3 separate regions of the Mus musculus genome follow, and regions 1 and 2 are each linked to region 3. A link is a contact called in public Micro-C data. All regions are on one chromosome and are shown on one strand. Each heading gives the region's core, a stretch centred on a gene start, on an enhancer-like site or on the middle of the called end of the contact. The rest is flanking DNA. Distances are from core to core; before and after follow the strand shown. Region 1 has its middle 13 kb from the start of Gm34471. Region 2 overlaps Cspg4b (chondroitin sulfate proteoglycan 4B). Region 3 overlaps 4921509O07Rik (RIKEN cDNA 4921509O07 gene).

The links. Hi-C and Micro-C count contacts between places; a contact is called where the count stands out from the background.
Region 1: a Micro-C map of muscle stem cells shows a contact between it and region 3, with 15 times the contacts expected there. The contact joins two enhancer-like sites. A contact is called at or near these places in 3 of 484 Hi-C or Micro-C datasets (the C2C12 cell line, muscle stem cells and nephron progenitors) and 2 of 115 datasets of contacts at active chromatin or transcription factors (embryonic fibroblasts and embryonic stem cells).
Region 2: a contact with region 3 is called in a Micro-C map of muscle stem cells, with 7 times the contacts expected there. The contact joins two enhancer-like sites. A contact is called at or near these places in 5 of 484 Hi-C or Micro-C datasets (the C2C12 cell line, bone marrow-derived dendritic cells, embryonic stem cells and 2 more), 1 of 115 datasets of contacts at active chromatin or transcription factors (microglia) and 3 of 9 other capture datasets (adipose tissue, liver and pancreatic islet).

Annotation. Positions count from the first base shown.
Region 1 is chr13:113,549,608-113,552,997 of GRCm38.p6, forward strand. No RefSeq gene overlaps it. Among named protein-coding and RNA genes, the nearest start is that of Gm34471, 13 kb to the left of the region's middle. Within about 2 kb of position 1,659, at least 71 of the 459 cell types and tissues checked have an H3K27ac peak or open chromatin away from gene starts, as enhancers often do. A contact at or near this core is called in muscle stem cells, where this site is marked.
Region 2 is chr13:113,339,872-113,343,674 of GRCm38.p6, forward strand. Cspg4b (chondroitin sulfate proteoglycan 4B) reads left to right here. Exons shown (of 10, transcript NM_001378698.1): 6 at 2,499-2,697. Among named protein-coding and RNA genes, the nearest start is that of Gm41070, 23 kb to the right of the region's middle. Within about 2 kb of position 1,455, at least 32 of the 459 cell types and tissues checked have an H3K27ac peak or open chromatin away from gene starts, as enhancers often do. A contact at or near this core is called in muscle stem cells, where this site is marked.
Region 3 is chr13:113,452,487-113,456,062 of GRCm38.p6, forward strand. All of the region lies in intron 5 of 4921509O07Rik (RIKEN cDNA 4921509O07 gene), which reads right to left. Among named protein-coding and RNA genes, the nearest start is that of Gm41071, 30 kb to the left of the region's middle. Within about 2 kb of position 2,220, at least 23 of the 459 cell types and tissues checked have an H3K27ac peak or open chromatin away from gene starts, as enhancers often do. A contact at or near this core is called in muscle stem cells, where this site is marked.

The DNA of each region.
Region 1 (3,390 bases), core at 409-2,908, 97 kb after region 3:
TCCTAAACCTTCCTAAATTGTACCACCAACTGAGGATCAAGTGTTCAAATATCTGAGTCTATGGGGGACATTTATTATTCAAATCACCATGGATGGATGGATGGATGGATGGATGGATGGATGGATGGATGGATGGATGGATCTACTCACCTGCATCTAAGCTAGGAACCTCCTGGTCACTGGCCCCAGTCACTCACTAATACCCCAGTACACACTGCCCAGAAATTAATAGAGGGAAGGCTGAAGAGAGGGCACTTCACTTCTTTGTTCTTGAGCCATGCCTTTAATAGTTGAACAGGCTCGCACTGAGTAAAGGAGCTCTTTACTGGTCACTGTCCTCAAGTAGATACCTATAGCAATCAAACTAGCTAAGCAGGCCAGCCCTGAGCCAAATGAACTCGCAATTTCCTCCTACTTTCTTCCTCTTCTAGGTCCCTTTCCTCTGCCAGGGTTGCTCTTTTCCTGCCCTCAGGCTACTTCAGTAAAGGTACAAAAAATCTGCCCCCCCCCCCCAAAGAAGACGTCACCACTAAGCCATCCATGGGGTAGTGAAATTACATTTAAAAGATTTGTCTTATTTTCAATTATGGGCATATGTGCATGTCTATGTGTGGGTATGTGCACACAAATACAGGTGCCTGCAGACCAGAGGAACTGGGTCCTGTAGGGCGGGAGTTCTAAGCAGTGGTGAGCTGCCCAATGTGAATGCTGAAAACTTAAGTCAGGTCTCCTAAGTGAACACTAAGCATCCCTCCAGCCCCATCATAAGAGGCACCTTATAGAGAGTGAATGATTTTTATCCTCTATTTCACAGGTATTTGAATTTAGTGGGGTGGGACAGAAAAAGGCAAGATGCTGGAATGGCTGGCTCCCATAACAGTGCTACTGGCACCGCTGACATGAGAAGGGACTTCTTTCCATCTGATGGTTGTCATTCGATCTGACTATAGAGTCAGTCTAGTACTAGGATAAGATATGAGAGGCAGGAAAGGGAGGGAGGCTTGGACCTCTGGGGACTGCTATCATGACACAACATCCTTAAGTAAAACCCTGTCTGTATTTGTTGTTGGGATCCTTGCTAGTAAAGTAGACAAGTGAAAGGGTAGAAACCATTCAAGAGAACCAGAGGGCCTGCTGCAGTATTTTTGTCGTTTTGGGCTTTGTTTTGTTTTATGAGATAGAGTCACTAATATCCTGTGCTGGCCCTGGACTTGCTAAGTAGCCCAATTTCTCCACATCCCCAGCCCTGAGACTATAGGCATGTACCACCACACCTACTTTATGATTTTCTTATTAGAAATCAAACCCAGGGCTTCAGATCAAATCCATGTAAGCACTCTATTAACTGAACTACACCCCACAGCCCCAACGTCTATTGTGTTTTCTGGAATGGAAAACCAAGCTGATAACATCCACTTCAGAGGGAAAACAGACGCCTGTGGCTGTGAGTAACTCCATTCTTCTGGGTTAAGTCACAATCCTTTCCCCCATCTGCTCTTCTTCTAAGACGATCTGAGTGTGCCCCAGCTCTTCTATGCACATTCTGTGGTTTGTTTTCACAATTTTGTGTCCCGAGCAGGCAGGGTGGGACACACTCTGCTGGGTAAAGCCCTGTCTCACTACAGAGAACAATTCCCTCTAGACAGACGCAAGTACTGCGGTGCTTCCTGTCTCCCACCCACTGTCCATCCCAGCCTGAGTACCAGCCCCTCATGCCAGTGGTTAGCCTGGCAGCCTCTTGCTGCCTGCTTCATGAGCCAATATATATATATTTTTTTGCTTGCTTCAAGCTGCCTTGTAGAATTTGTTATTGAATTTGCTGTGATCTCAGTACCATGTGCTGCCAACAAATACAAGACAGGGATAAATATTTCACTGGCATAAAGTTGGCTCGTAGCTCAGCCTACGTCATTAAGTTTCAGCCAGAGCTTTTATTATGACTGTTTAGTTCCCAAAGGTAGCTAATTTGCCAAGTTGAAGAACTGACCCACTTATCTTCAGGAGTTAAGAAGACGTAATTCTTCGAGACACCCTTAAGTACCCAACTGGGTTGTACCCCCAAAATAATCTTGATTTCAAAGAAGCCCAGGAGAGTGGCCAGTCTGCTTGTGGATCTCTTCTGCATTTCAGGCTTTTCTTTCCCAATCATCAAAATAAGAGAGAACACTGTTTGTGTCTTGTATGCTGTCATAGATCTTGATAGATCGTGAAATAGTGGTGTTAAATGATGTAAAGCAACAGATAGTATAGAAAAATGTGATTTTACAGTGACTAGGCAGGAGTTAAAAGCAGGATATTGGAAACCCTATGACAGAATGGAGCCAAGGTGTTGAGCAAGGGTTTAGATACATCTGTATTCAAAAACTACCAGGGAGGGACCGACTTATGGACTCCTTGTCCCATTTACTGTCTTCCTCTATTGGAATTAATCAACTGTAACTTGTGCATGAGTAGACTTTCCAATTATAAGGTGAATTAGGATAAAGAGGTAAGACCATTTACACATTTGGAGATTAGTTGGAAGGACCCACAGAGTTTGGCCCATAGAATTGTATTCTAACCTAAATAGTATTGATTAAAGTTAACCATGGTTAGCTTTTATGTTTTAAAAAAAATTCAAGTTTCAGGAAATCCTTAAATCCAAGTTGCAAACAGACCCTTTAAAGTCTTATTGTGATTTCTTTGCACTGCAACCTCCTGGGTCAGTGAAGGACAATCTCTTCTGTACTGACTAAAAGAACAAAGCATTGATGGTATAAAGTGAATTATAATTCTAGCAACCAAAATCCTTCCCTGAGCAAATTGAAGGTTGAATTGTTAACTGCTCACAAATTAACTTGGCCATCTTTTATTGACTGAGCTCTCTATGGTCATTTTACCAATGAAATTGGCTCTTGGTCCAAGTTGGCCAACGACTAAGGACCAGGATTCAGGGAAGATGTGTGTACAAGACAGAGCAGGTTGTTCATTAACTAAGTGAAGGGAGTTGACTTGTCCACCTCCATGTGGGTAGCTCTGTCTTCTCTTATCCTGCTGAGGACAGTCTAGCAAGGTGAAGACAGCTCAGACAGGAGGGGAAAGGTATACTCTTTAGTTTTAAAGGCTAAAACTGGGGGGATCCAATAGAATCAGAGGAAGGTTCTCAACTGTTTTAGTCATTAGAGTTGCCATGCTTCTAACTAGAGCCTACACAGACACTCACACACCCAAGTCACAGATTTGGGCATCAACAGACAGAATCCATGAGAATGTGTTGCTGCTAGCTCATTGAATTTCTTAGCATACACATAGGAGAAGCTGACCAGAAAAGACCAGGTCTATTGGACCTCAAAAGAACATAGTAGTCACTGTGATTTATTTCTAAACTTGAAGGTGTTGGGCCTTCTTGAG
Region 2 (3,803 bases), core at 205-2,704, 110 kb before region 3:
CTTTTGAGCATGCGACATAACAATTTAACGGTTTAGGAGAGAAGCTTTAGATTCTCTGCTAGGAAGCATAGAAGCAGATGCAGTGTTGGTCTGCCAGTAAAGATGGCACATAGACTCAGGAGTGTGCACATGATGTCTCTGTGTTCTGCAAGCAATAGCCATAGGTAAAGGTGTGAAAATTGAGCTAATGATAAAGCCACTTGTTTTGGTGCTGGTGAAACGCCATGTGTCTTAGTCACTGTGAAGAGACACAATGACCAAGGCCTCTCTTACAAAACCAAAGCATTAATCTGGAGGCTTGCTTATAGTTTCATTATTATCATGGGAGGGAGCATGGCAGCAGGCATGGTGCTGGAGAAGTAGTTGAGAGCTACATTCTGATCTCAGGGAGAGAGAGAGAGAGACAGAGACAGTGAGAGAGAGAGAGAGAGACAGAGAGAGACAGAGACAGAGACACAGAGAGATATAGAGAGAGACAGAGAGAGACAGAGAGAGAGACAGAGACAGACACAGAGAGAGATAGAGAATGGGCTGAACATGGCTTTTCAAACCTTAAAGCTCACCCCTAGCGACATACTTCATTCAACAAGGCCACACCTCCTAATCCTCCTAATTCTATCAAAGAGTTCGACTCCCTGGTGATTAAACATTCAAATATGGGGGGGGGGGGCATTTCCCACATCATGTGACTCCCTGATTTTAAAACTTCTGATATCTGATTCCATCCGGTGAGACTCATTTTAGAAGCAACAGTGAGCTCCTGCTCTCCGCTGTCCACTCCCCATGAGGCTGTCTCCCTTTCAATGGTGGGCAACGTTTCCTTGTCACTGGGAAAGTGTGTTGTCAGCCCCCTGCCTTTCCTTCCTCTGTAACTCTCATGTCTAAGCCCTCACCACCGTTAGCAGACACCCAGATCCAGCCCACTTCCCATCCTGCTGTGGCTTCCCCACTGTCATTCTTTGTAGATTTCTCATAGTCAGTCAACCACTGACTGGTTTCCTGCTTCTACAGACCATCATGACATAAAGGCCAGGCTGGCCACAAGTCAAGACTGTACTTGGATTTTCCCCCTGGCCTCCAGGACAAGGTGGCATTCAGACAGTGCAGATTTGTGGACCATCTCTTGTGTTTTGAGACATTTTCTTTCTTCTTTATCTTGCTTATTTTCTTTCTGCCATAATGACCTCTTCACCCCTCCTCCAACCCCGTCTACCCCCAGTGTCCCATGTTCTTTTTCTGTTCCTGGATATGCAGATATGTGCATGGCTTCTTTTTTGCCCTATGTGGCCTTCCTCTAACAAGCCTCCTGCTTTAATAGTCTACATCCCAGAACCCCCTACTGTGGTTCATTGTTTTTGTGGTATAGGGATTTTATAACTCACTACATTGTTCATTCCTATTAGGCCTGTTCCCTCCTCTCTTGTGTTCTTTTCTGCCCTCTGCCCACAAAGGCATGACTCCTTTTGTTTCATTCACTGCTACAGTGCAAGCATCCAAAACATTTGCTGGCACATGGTGGATGAGCAATATTTTTGGTTAAGTGTTGAGTACAGTTGGTAAAGTCCCCAGCATCCACAAAAAACCATCAGCCAGCCACAGTGATGCATTTGTAATCCCAGTTCTTCAGAGGTGAAGATGGGCAGATCCCTGGAGCTCTCTGGACAGTTAGCCCAGCCTAGTTCATGTCCCTCTGAGAGACTTTGTCTAAAAAATAAACGAAGTGCATCACCCTGAAGAAAGACACCTTAGGTTTTCCTCTGGCCTCCACAGGCATGTGCACACCCATGAACATGCAAACATATCTGCACACATACACACACACACCTGAACACACATGGAGTGCGGAAGAGACGGGGATAAGCAAGAGACTGAGTGAGCACAGGAGACACACAGAGAAATGTTCAGGCAGTGTAAATAGATTTTTAACAGGAAGAGGAGAAAGCAGCCATGTTTCTTAGCCATGGTTACAGATGTGAACCATCAGTACAGCAAACAGCACAAGAACAAAGAAAGCGGGCCCTCGTTTTCATGTAAGACAGGAAGAATAGAGGGAACGGCAAACGTGCAATGTGCATTCTTCTTCAACTGTTTAAAGCTGGTGACACAGCTACTGATAGCGGTGTGTAGAGATCCTCAGGCCAACCGGAGAAAGTAGCTGCTGCATTGTTTGGCATTCCATGTGGTGTATTTAGCATATGGATAGCACATAAGATGCTTTGTAGCCAGTGGCTGTATAGCTAGATATTTACATCAGTGCCTATACACTATTGAGTAGTTAATTTTGAGTAAACAATTAGTTAAAACTTTTAATCTAAATCACGGACACTGGCATGTACATGGTGCATAGACATACGTGCAGGCAAAACACCTATATGCGTAAAAAGTAACTCCATTCTTTAAAAACCTCGGGTGAGTCAGTTTAGTTTTTCCATCTTCTCACGTGGGGTCCACGGTCCTGATGATGAGGGTGGACTGGAATTGGTTCTCTTCTCTTTAAGGTGTGGGTGAATTCTGTCACTGAGGTGACCAGAGGGGACCTGTGTGCAGGAGATGGGGACTCTTCCCCACAGGACTTGGTCTACTGGGTCACTCCTCCCAGCAACGGGCATCTGGCTCTCAAGTCCACTCCTGGCAGAAGGATCCAGAACTTCACTCAGGCTCAGATTGACGAGGGTCAGCTGGTGTTCGTGCACACTGGTAAGTCACAGAACAAAGCGGTGTCGATCGAGGACATGTGTTCTGAGGATCGAGTGAGGTGGCTGTCAGACCTAAGAGTTGCTGACTGAAAATCACAGATCATAGAAACTTCCCAAAGTCTGTGTTTTTTTCTGAAAGCAACATGCTTCGGAGAGCCAATGAAAGCATTAGAGCCTGCCCGAGCCTCCTGAGGCTTACTCAGAAGGGCACAGAAGGTCAGGCCTTCCATGAGAGCCCACTCCTCCCTCTCTCTGTGGTTCTCCGCCCTTGCTTTGGCTGTGAGAAGACTTGGGCCTGTTTGTTTTCTCCCTTTCCCATGACAGCACAAGCCTTCTAAGAAAGGGCAGAGACTGGTATCCTCAGCCCCTCAAACAGTGACTAGAACATAGTAGATGCTTAACAAATAAAATGGTTTTGAACAAATGAAGTATTTTTTTTTTTAACTACAAAACACCAACTATGTACCAGGTAGTAACATTGCAGACACTGAGGATACAAAGCAGTTTTTGTACAAGGATTGTATTCATGAATGAATGAATGTAACTATAATCATGAGAGATCCTAATGTTGGTTAGAAGGCTCTTTCTGCTTCCTGCTAGTCTTCAGTGAATCAATACTGACAACGTTTGCTAGAAATCTGCTGAAATGGTAGCCCAGGAACTCAGCCAGGGTAGCCTGGCTTTGTTGTGAGACTGGCCTCGTCAGTGGACCAGGCTGGGCAGCTGCCGGAAGGAGGCATGAGGAAGGCATATGACCCAGGAATGCATGACCTAAAAGCTCAAATCTTACCTTTCCCCCAGTTGGTTTGAACTATATTACTTGAGACTATAATAAAGAAAAGAAAGATAGGACACCTTTTAAACTCAGAGACAATGATACCCTGATTATCTATAATATACTTAGCACCCAGGTTTCCCAAAGAATCTGAAAACAAATTTGCATATGGATGCTCTCATTTGGTGGCCACAGACTGGAGCCCAGGGCCTGGGGCTTAGATGTCTTTTGCACTCTCCTAAATCACTTCCATTCCTCAGGAGGTGCAGCACACAGAATATGTCGTTTCACGAGTACTCCGCAGGCCTCTGAGCCATACACAGTTGTGACCC
Region 3 (3,576 bases), core at 970-3,469:
AACACATGCCCCTGTGGGATGGTAGGGCATCTTTTGGGTCTATGCCCAAGAGTGGTATAGCTGGGTCTTCAAGTAGATCTATTTCCAATTTTCTGAGGATCCTCCAGATTGAGTTCCAGAGTGGTTGTACCAGTTTGCAATGTCACCAGCAATGGAGGAGTTTTCCTCCATTCTTGCCAACATGTCACCTGAGTTTTCGATCTTAGCCATTCTGATTGGTGTAAGGTGGACTCTCAGGGTGGTTTTGATTTGCATTTCCCTGATCACTAAGGACTTTGAACATTTCTTTAAGTGCTTCTCAGCCATTCAAGATTCCTCTGTTGTGAATTCTTTGTTTAGCTCTATATCCAATTTTTTGATTTGGTTGTTTGGGGTTTTTTTTTGAGATTAGCTTCTTGAGTTCTTTATATTTTTTGGATATTATTCCTCTATTGGATGTGAGGTTAGTGAAGTTTTTTTTTTTTTTCCCCAATCTGTAGGTTGCCGATTTGTCTTATTGACTATGTCTTTTGCCTTAACAAAGCTTTTCCATTTTATGAGATCCCATTTATCAATTATTGATCTTAGAGCCTAAGGAGGAGGGGGACCCCATAGGGAGACCAGCAGTCTCAACTAACCCGGACTCCCAGGATCTCTCAGACACTGAGCCACCAACCAGACAGCATTCACTAGCTGGTTGGAGAACCCTGGCCCATATACAGCAGAGGACTGCCTGGTCTGGCCTCAGTGAGAGAACATGTGCCTAACCCTTGAGAGACTTGAGGCCCCAGGGAGTAGGGAAGCCTGGCAGGGTTTGGGGTAGAGGTGGGAGCATCCTCTTGGAGACAGAGGGAGGAAGAGTGGGATGAGAAACTGTGGGAGGGTGGACCAGGAAGGGGTAACAACTGGTCTGTAAAAAAATTAAAGTAATAAAGGAGAAGAAGAAGAAGAAGGAGGAGGAGGAGGAGGAGGAGGAGGAGAAGGAGAAGGAGGAGGAGGAGGAGGAGAAAAAGAAGAAGAAGAAGAAGAAGAAGAAGAAGAAGAAGAAGAAGAAGAAGAAGAAGAAGAAGAAGAAGAAGAAGAAGAAGAAGAAGAAGAAGAAGAAGAAGAAGAAGAAGAAGAAGAAGAAGAAGAAGAAACCTCAATTGAATGTATGTATGTATGTATGGACCACAGTGCTACTCAATCTGCGGAAACCTCCAATTATCTTCTGTCTCAGCTCTGATGCTGTACTGTGATTTTTTTCTCATCATTCTCAGTTTTACTTTTCTGAATACTGAACTGAGATATTTGGAAGTGGAAGGTATCTGTGCTGCTGCCCTCTGATTCCCCCATACATTTATCGGAATAAGTCCAGCACCGAGCACTTTCTCCAATATTTCATCTCACGTATGAACCAAGGTTCTGCCAAAGTCCTCAACTATATTACATCTATTTAGTAATGTGCAGTTCTTTTTTCAGTTGAAAATCAGTGATTTTTAGGAGCATGTGCCATTCCATAGTGCTGTAGTACACTATACCTGTACTGTATCTCAGTTCATAAGACTTGCCAGTAAATATGTCAGTAAATGTGGCTGGAAAAGTTGCTATTGTTTGAAGTAATTCAACTGGATCCTCCAACTTGTAGAGACTATTCCACAATTATTTGTGCAAAAATAACACATTTTAAAACTAAGAATTATGTCATAAAATATCCCATTATGTTTCATCACTTTCTATCCTGCTGACCCCAATTCTTTTCATGGTTCGAAACCACACCTGGATTATTTACCATCCCAGTGTTCACAAATGGAGATTTATTTGGGCAGAGAACCGTGGCTCAGCTTGTCAGATGCAGTTTTAAAGGCACATGGTTTTGCTGCTGCTGCTTTTGTTGTTTTTGTTGTTGTTGTTTAGGATTCATCTCCTGACAAAATGCCATATGTAAGCAAAAAGGGAACTCTATAAAGTGTTCACTTAATAGAATAAAGTATTTTCAAATAAATAGAAAAAATAAGATCCATCTCTCGCCCAAGTCAAATATAAATCATTACACCCACAAGAAACATGTAGGCAGCGTCTAGTGTAGAAGGCTCTAATGCTGAGCGCTTTGGGGACCTCTTAAGAATGGCATGACGTGATCTGCATCCTCCACCTCCTCTGTCCCTTTGAGGAAATAACCACGCCCAAAGAGAGCTCAGTGACACTGTCCAAAGCTGAGGGCTGGTTGAGAGGTTTGAAGAGTGACTACAGCCGACATTCCACGCCGGAGGAGATCACTCTCAGTGCAGACAGGTGGGGAAGCTGTCAGAGTGGCATAGCTGTGGTCAGAGCTAATAATAACTCTATTATAAACCACAGCATAGCAAGGGAGACAGAGCAGTTTATAAGAATAAGATCGCGTTGGCTTAAATTGACCTCAGAGATATAAATCTGGCACTTCCATAGTTTTATATTCCAATTATGTCATGCAGGTCCATTTGTGGGTGACTAGTTCTTGAAATAGAGAGCTTGCCTCTTGCGTAGGTGGGAGTAACCTTGAATGGAGAGCTGTAAATTCAATGTCCTTTTGAAAGTTCTTCCACATTAGTTGTGTTTGACACTTTTAGAACAGGAAAATGACCCCATACTGGGCAGATTCTCTTCCATTGTTATCACCAAGCGGCTTTTCTCATGTAATTACTGTGTGTTGGCTCTAATTACAAGGGGGGTGTGAACTGTCTCCCATTTACTGAAAATGATCACCTCCTGCATTGAGATGCTTGGCTTTTCTGGTTTCTATGATCTCACCCTCAAAGATGGCATTAAAGCCAACCCTCTTTCTGGTAAAAATGTAAGGGCTTAAAAATGTAATGTCATTTGTTGATGAAAGCATATCTACAGCTTTACAAAAGAGAGAGAGAGAGAGAGAGAGAGAGAGAGAATGAGAATGTAGGTATTATATGCTGATGGTTTTATAATGTAACACAAAATCTTATGTCTATGTGGTTTTATATTCTAAATGGGAATTCAGATTCATCATTATTGAGAGTCTACACATTTGATTTACGTTCTTAGACCCAAATGGAGTTAACATGGAACTGACTATATTTGACCTTGACTTACATAGAAATGGTAGCCACAGTGATGGACAGCTCAGACCTCCTTTCAAGAAGGAAAGGCCCATGCCTGTAGGGAAGGCACAACTGGTTGTCTTGGAATATTGACCTTTATAAGAATTGACTCAGCTGAAGAGAAACCCCTGACTGAGATCTTATACACTTCCTGGATGACTGGTATCCAATGACCAGTCAATACTGATTATAAAATCCTCATTTCTTATCTTCTTGGGACAGCTCTGAAAATTACATGTTCCTACTCATTAGGAGGCTGCCTGACTGGATGGGATTACGCTCAGGGGTCCCATGAAAATGTGATAGGCTGTGACTGAGGGTTGGGCTCAGTTTCCAGGAATAGGCAGGCCAAGAGATTTGCTGCTTTATCAAGTGATTGATCCCTGTTGCTGTGCAATGAGTGTGACTCAGAGGAGATATTTGACATTTCCTTGATTCATTTGGGTCCCTTCTGGACCAAAGTTGTCTTTCCATGATGTTGATAAAAAAATGAATGAATGGAGAA